Regions from separate parts of the Triticum aestivum genome. Here region 2 is linked to region 1. The links are chromatin contacts, called in public Hi-C maps. All regions are on one chromosome and are shown on one strand. The core of a region is the stretch at or near the end of the contact, and the rest is flanking DNA. Distances in the headings are between cores, read along the strand shown.

Evidence for each region. A called contact is a pair of places that touch in the nucleus more often than the background predicts.
Region 2: a Hi-C map of an unstated tissue shows a contact between it and region 1, with 7 times the contacts expected there. The contact joins two enhancer-like sites. A contact is called at or near these places in 3 of 5 Hi-C or Micro-C datasets (leaf and an unstated tissue).

The regions. Positions count from the first base shown.
Region 1 is chr5A:660,780,467-660,783,804 of IWGSC CS RefSeq v2.1, forward strand. It overlaps the pseudogene LOC123101747. Among protein-coding and RNA genes, the nearest start is that of LOC123105750, 9.2 kb to the left of the region's middle. Within about 2 kb of position 1,440, at least 2 of the 8 cell types and tissues checked have an H3K27ac peak or open chromatin away from gene starts, as enhancers often do.
Region 2 is chr5A:660,967,937-660,971,444 of IWGSC CS RefSeq v2.1, forward strand. No RefSeq gene overlaps it. Among protein-coding and RNA genes, the nearest start is that of LOC123108266, 26 kb to the left of the region's middle. Within about 2 kb of position 1,820, at least 5 of the 8 cell types and tissues checked have an H3K27ac peak or open chromatin away from gene starts, as enhancers often do.

The DNA of each region.
Region 1 (3,338 bases), core at 190-2,689:
CTGTCCACAAATTTTAGACATACTAATAATTTTAAAAAAATATTACTAATTTGAAAACATGTTTCATGGTTCAAAAAATGTTCATGAATTCGAAATTATTCCCATATGAATTTCAAAAAACTTCATAAATTTGAAAAAATATTCCCATATTTCGGAATAGCTTCATGAATTTAAAAATTAGTTTGTATTCCAAAAAATATCTCTAGATTTCAGAAAATGTTCTTTGATTTTGATATTTTTTTCGTCAATTTTAAAACTGTTCCCAAAATAGTGAGTTTTTCCTTTTTTCGTAGATTCGTTTATTCAAAATATTTTACCTCTTAAACCGTGCGTCCAAATCTTGAACCGTTTTCACCATTGGATTTCTGGCTTTGATACTTTTTCAAAACTAGATCCCATGTTGATAGGTTTTGACGAACTTTTTTTTTCATGAAAAAAACCGGACGAAAAAATCGGGCAAAAAAACCAAACCAGGAGCATGGTTTTTTCCCTTTCCGAAAGAGGCACGCCCGTGCCTCTCGCGAAATCACAACCGTGCCTCTCATGGAAGCAAAACCGTGACTCTCATGGAAGGAAAAAAAAACAGAAAACACATTTTTTTTTCGTTTCTGAGAGGCAGGGCCGTGACTTTCGCGAAAGTACAACCGTGCCTCTCGCGAAAGCAAAACCATGACACTCGCGAAAGAAAAAAAACAGAAAACGCGTATTTTTTCCCTTTCGAGAGGCACGGCCGTGACTTTCGTGTAATCACAACCGTGCCTCTCGCGGAAGCAAAATCGTGACTCCCACGAAAGAAAAAAAAACAGAAAACGCATTTTGTTTTTCCCTTTCCGAGAGGCACGACCGTGATTCTCGCAAAAGCACAACCGTGCCTCTCGCGGAAGCAAAACCGTGACTCTCGTGAAAGAAAAAAAAACAGAAACGCATTTTTTTCGTTTCCGAAAGGCACATCCGTGACTCTCGCTAAAGCACAACCGTGCCTCTCGCGGAAGAAAAACCGTGACTTTCATGAAAGGAAAAAAAATAAAACGCATTTTTTTGCACAATTTTTTTTTATCGAAAAGCTAAGAAAGACCAGGGGAAAAACAAAACATCGAAAAAAAGAAAAAAACCGTTTAAAAAGCCGAAAACGCGTGCGGAAAAATAAAAAAAAACAAAATTCAAAGGGAGCGTCCAGAGCGCGACACGTGACGAATGGCTAAGAGCGCGCAAAGTGACGCTGATCGTTGCGAGGCTCCCGAAGGAGCGCTCGTTAACTAGTTGCTCCCGGTTGCGTGTGTTTGCTATTCCCCAACCCATACAGGGAATAGGATCTGGAACTAAAATTGGAAGGGTGGTAATAAAAAGAAGAAAAATTTGTGTACACGCAACTGCGGCAACTCCTATATGCCGCTCCTTGCGACAAGTAGTCGCCCTTTCGCACAGGGGCCCGAGTGGGCCGGCCCATTAATAGCACAGGGAAGCAATTTGGAAATGCACAGTAGCGCTGGATCAAGTACTGCAGAGATTTTCTTAAAAAAGAAAGTACTGCAGAGATCGACCAAGCATCTACAAAGCTGGAACAAGGCATTGCAGCAAACATTTTAGAAAATCTGAGAACATTTTTTTGGAAAAAACTTGGAACATTCTTGGAAAAGCGAACAAAATTTTAAAAATGTGAATTTTTTTCAATTTTTGATCAGTTTTTTCTAAAAAAATAACATTTTTTGGAATCCGAATATTTTTAAAATGTATTTTTTAAATGTTGATACTTTTTTGAAGCTACGAACAAAATGTGAGTAGTTTTCAAAATTCGGAACAATGTTTTTAAAATGTGATTTTTTTTTCAAAACTGCGAACATTTTTGGAAAACAGAACATTATAGTTCAAAAGGGCAAATATATTCCAAATTTGCGGCCATTGTTTTAGAACAGTGTGGTTTTTTGAAAAAAAAGAATTAAAAATAAATATAAAAAAGGATATGTAAAGAACAGCGGAGAAAAGAAAACCAAAACGTCTTGTATGTTTTGCTACCGAAAAATGTGCCGGACCAATTAACTCATCCGTCGTCCCTTACTAATTTAAGGGGTATCTCTCTCAAAAGCCACTCCCACCTTCTCTGGTGTGGACAAGTGGCGCACATGCAGTGCAATCTGAGAGTTTTTTTAGTAGATTTTTGCCCCAAAATGTGTTATCTCTTGAACCTTGCGTTCAAATCACGAATCATTTTCATGTTGGATTTGTTACATGAGATATTCAAAATTAGGTTTTGCATGAAAAAGCAAAACAAAAAACCCAATAAACCGGAATTAAATGAACCAGGAACCCAAAAAAGCAAAATGAAAAAACTGGAAAACCAAAATGAAGGGAAAAAGAGAAAGCCGAAAAGCCAGAACCAGGAGCCTTCTGTCACTGCTGATATGCTGGCCTCGGCGCTAGGTGAACTTAGTTAAGACGTGGCCCCACATGCCATTGAGAGGAAGCGGATGAAGAAGAAGAAACAATAATAGCCAGGCCCAGTAGAGCGGCAGGTGAAATATGGCGTGCATGTCGATGAAGGAGAACTAATAAGGATTGGCAAACTAGAGGACACAGTCTTCTCCACTAATGCTTCGCAAACTTGGCAGTCAATAGTGCATGGCTTGGATCTATTGAAGAAGGGCTTGGTCTGGCGCATTGGTAATGGGCTATCTGTTCGCATTTGGAGAGACTCATGGATCCCCCACCCCATTGGGCATCCTCCAATAACTCAACAAGGGCGCTGCAGGTTGAGGAGGGTGAGCGAGCTGCTGGATGACAATGGTGCTTGGCGCGTTGATTTGCTCCAACAGGTGTTCTGGCCGGTTGACGTACAACAAATTTTGAAGATCAAGGCATCTCCAAGGCTGGGAGATGATTTTATTGCATGGGGTGCCGAACGCACTGGTATCTTCACCGTGCGTAGCGCATACAGGCTGGCGCTCGAGGACAAGTTGCGTCCCTCTTCAGTCGCGGCGAGTAGGGCACCGGACGGGCGACGTGTCGTCTGGGCATTTTTATGGAGGTGCCCTGCTCCTCCGAAGGTGCGTGTCTTTGGTTGGTGGGTGGCTACAAATGCACTTGCTACTTGGGCTAACAAATTTGATCGCCATATGGAGGTATCTGATATATGTCCACTATGTGGTCTCGAGCGAGAGGACACATATCATGTGTTTTGCAGGTGCCCACGGGCTGTGGATTTATGGCGTACCATGGCGGAGGTGTGGAGAATTCCCGAAGTCACATCCATACGGAACACGGGGCCGGAATGGTTCTTGAACCTCTTGGCGGAGTGTGAGGAGGGTGACCGTCTCAGAGTCATCATGGTGATGTGGAGGTGT
Region 2 (3,508 bases), core at 570-3,069, 190 kb after region 1:
ACAGAGGCACTTAATTTACCCCTGTGGTCGCCACCACTAGAGATGAAGCCATGGCCAGCCGAAACCTAATAAGCAAGCTAGTCCTAAAACTACCGCTAATACACCCCTCACACGCGGGGTTCGTTGAACGGGAAGGAGAGAGCCACGGGAGACAACGCCGGCAAATGGAGGCGCCAATGGGTTTTGCTTGTTTCCATCGGCACCGGAGGAGCGAGGTGGGTGGTTTGAGAAGGAACAATGCAATGTAGTGTATGTATGAATTGTGCAAACATAAAATGGGTGTTTTTTTTTGAAGTTAACATAAAATGGGTGTTGATGCCACCAGCTTTTTTTCTTGGGTATATATATATATGGTATATGAGGAGCGAGAGTACGTACTCCCAGAAATACACAACCATTTTCCTATATATATATACTGCTGCCGGTGCCATGTGTCCCACCTTTTAGTAAGTTGGGCAAGAACTTATAGAGGACGACCCAAGGAAGGATTGGCCTCGATCGCAACATATAATAGGCTACTAATTACTGCTTGCAATAATAATATATAGGTTATTTTTGGAAGGAATTAATTCGCCCATAAACAGATCAACATGAAAGGTCTCCCTCATCTCATCATCCCCTTGTTGTGATTGATCAACACGAGATGAGAGGCCGAACTTGGATTTGCTAGCCAAGTAATCTCGATCGGTTGGTGTCAGATCACGGCAGCCTCCCTCTCCGGCCCCTAGTAATCTCGATCGACCCATCTCCAAACTAAGCAATCCAATGGCGTGCGGGTACAAGGCGGCGGCGGCGCGCGACGTCCCCGGCGTGCTCCTCCTCCTCCTCGTGGCCTCTCTCGCCACGGTTACCAGTAAGTAAAACCTTGGCGGCGGCGGCGGCGGGCATGTTGATTGATGATGATGATGCATGCTTCTGTATTTTCTTGCATTGACCATTTTTTTTGCTTAATAAAATTATTAGGGTGTGCGTGGGTGGGTGACTACGCGTCGGACCACGGGTGCGGCAAGACGTTCGTGGAGGCGCTGTGCGACCCGGCGGACGCGGCCCAGAACCGCGCCTGCAGCGACGCCTGCCACTACAACGGCTGCGGCGGCGGCCGCTGCGTCTACGTCGCCACCGCCAGGGGATGCTACTGCAAGCCATAGCCCTAGCAATCGCTCCATCCTCCAAGTCGATGATGTATGTGTTCCCTCGTTGAATTGATTGGTGAATTGAATAAATTGAAGAAATTGCTGCTGGGAACACAGAGCATGTTGATGTTGGTTTTTCAACATGCATGATTTATTTGATCGCGATCGAGGGAGAAAAAAATGATTTACAACAATGCAGTAAATCTTTTCCTTAAAGCCTGCGGATCGCGATCGATCAATATTCGGTGCCTGCCATGTGATGTATGGGACACACACTCGATGCTCTTCTTTTCTTCTTCTTCTTTTTTATTTATTAGGAACCAACGTTGTATGCTTGACAGGAAATCAATTCTATCCATTAGTTTTTTTCTTTTTTCTTTTTCAGAATTGTCGCCATCTTTTTTCATCCAAAACAAAGGTCATATATAGGTCCAAGGTTTGGGTCATGAATATTGCCCAACCAAACATGTCTACCTACGCCTGGGTTACAAGTAAACTTGATGAGATTATGAGTCTCAAAATTAAAGTTGATAAAAGAACAAGAAATAAAACTATTACAATGATTCATCATCTCATATTTTATCCATTTGTTGCATGGAACGCACGAGGAATACATACATTACTTGGCGCTCATTACTTTCAGGGTAGCACAGCCCAGCCCGGCCCAGCTCAGCCCAGGTGGAACAGCCGAAAGAAGCCGCAATTCCCCATGGGCTGGGACACCATATCGTCCGTCCGCAGCTATGGACCTGGCCTTGGGAGATCCTATTTGCCGCAAATAGCCCCCAGTTCGCACAGACCTCGCCCGATTGGGCCGGCCATTGGGTTCAAACCCTTACCGTATGGTCGGGCGCAAAAACTCTGAGAAAAATAAGTGCGAGCCGGATTCGGTCCGGAGAGCTGCTGTAGAGGACGGAGAATCCTGCCAGTCGAGCTGACTGACTGGTAACAAAAGAGAAGCAACGCAACTCAACATTACTCAAAAGAAATTAAGAAACAGATAAAATTTATTAAATTCCAATTTCTTTCGAAAATGCGAGTAATTTTTTGAAACCACGAAACAATATTTAAAAAAATGGGAACAAAATTTGAAAAACGAGAAAAAAAATTGAAATTCTGAAAAAAATTTGAAAATTCGAACAAATTTCAGGAAAACATATGAATTTTAAACCTCCAAACTTTTTTTTAAAACACAAACAAATTTATAAATTCAAAACTTTGTTTCGAAAATAAACAAAATATGAAATAATTTTTTTTGCACAATAAAAACAAAATTTAAAATTCACAACATTTTTTATGAAAATGTGAACACTTTTTGAAAATACGAACAAAATTTTGAAACTCCAACATTTTTCGACATGATTTTCTTTGGAAATTCCGAATATATTTTTAACATTGCGAACAATTTTCGAAAAGATGAACAAAATTATAAAATTTCGAACATTCTTTAGAACATGAACAAAACTCCATTTTTTTTTGAAGATATGAACAGATTTTACATTTCCAAACATTTTTGGAAATTGTGAAGAACATTTTGAAAACGTGAACAAAATTTAGAATTTTTCAAATTTTAACAAAAAATGTGAAAACAGGAACGTTTTTTGAAATTGTGAACAAAATTTTGAAAATGTGAACATTATTTCAAAAATTGAACAAATTTTGACCACAAGAACATTTTTCAAAATTCTGAATAATATTTGAACTTTTCAAAAAGCTTAAAAAGAAAAAGTAAAGTAATATCAATAAAGAAAATAAAAATAAATAAAACGAGAAAAAAGAAAGAACAGAAAAGGACAGTGAAGAAAACCCGAAAAAACTAGCAGAAGGAACAAATATTTTTTTGGGAATTCTGCAAACTGGTTTTAAGTTTTGTCTCCGCTGTTTGTTCTTTAGCTTTAGCGTTGTTATTCCGCAAACTTGTTTTAAGTCGTGGTGCCTGGCGTGACCTGTACGTCTATAGGAGGTGGTGCAAAACTGGTTTTAAGGTTTGCGGTTTTTTATCTCGCGAAACGAAACTACCGTAAATGAGTTGGCCCAGGATAAGCCGCGCTCCGTGCGAAGCCGCGGCTACTTGCCGCAGTAAGCGGCGTACAGAGAATTCCCCTGGCCTTAGCCTTTCTGTCCATTCTTTCTGTTGCATTGCATTATGGCCCAGTCCAGTTTTTCCTCTCTGATCTCTACAGAAGTGGTTGGGAGCTCCTTTTTTTTGAGAATTAGTGGTTGGGAGCTCCTGTTCGGTGCTTTCGGCGCTACTTATCGCAACTGGCGCTCGCAGCAGGATTCGATCCCTACCTGCTAACTTCACACCTTTTAGGCAATAACCACTAGGACGCCTACTCTTTCTTGTCCACTATGAGGAAAATACTCTATTTGAC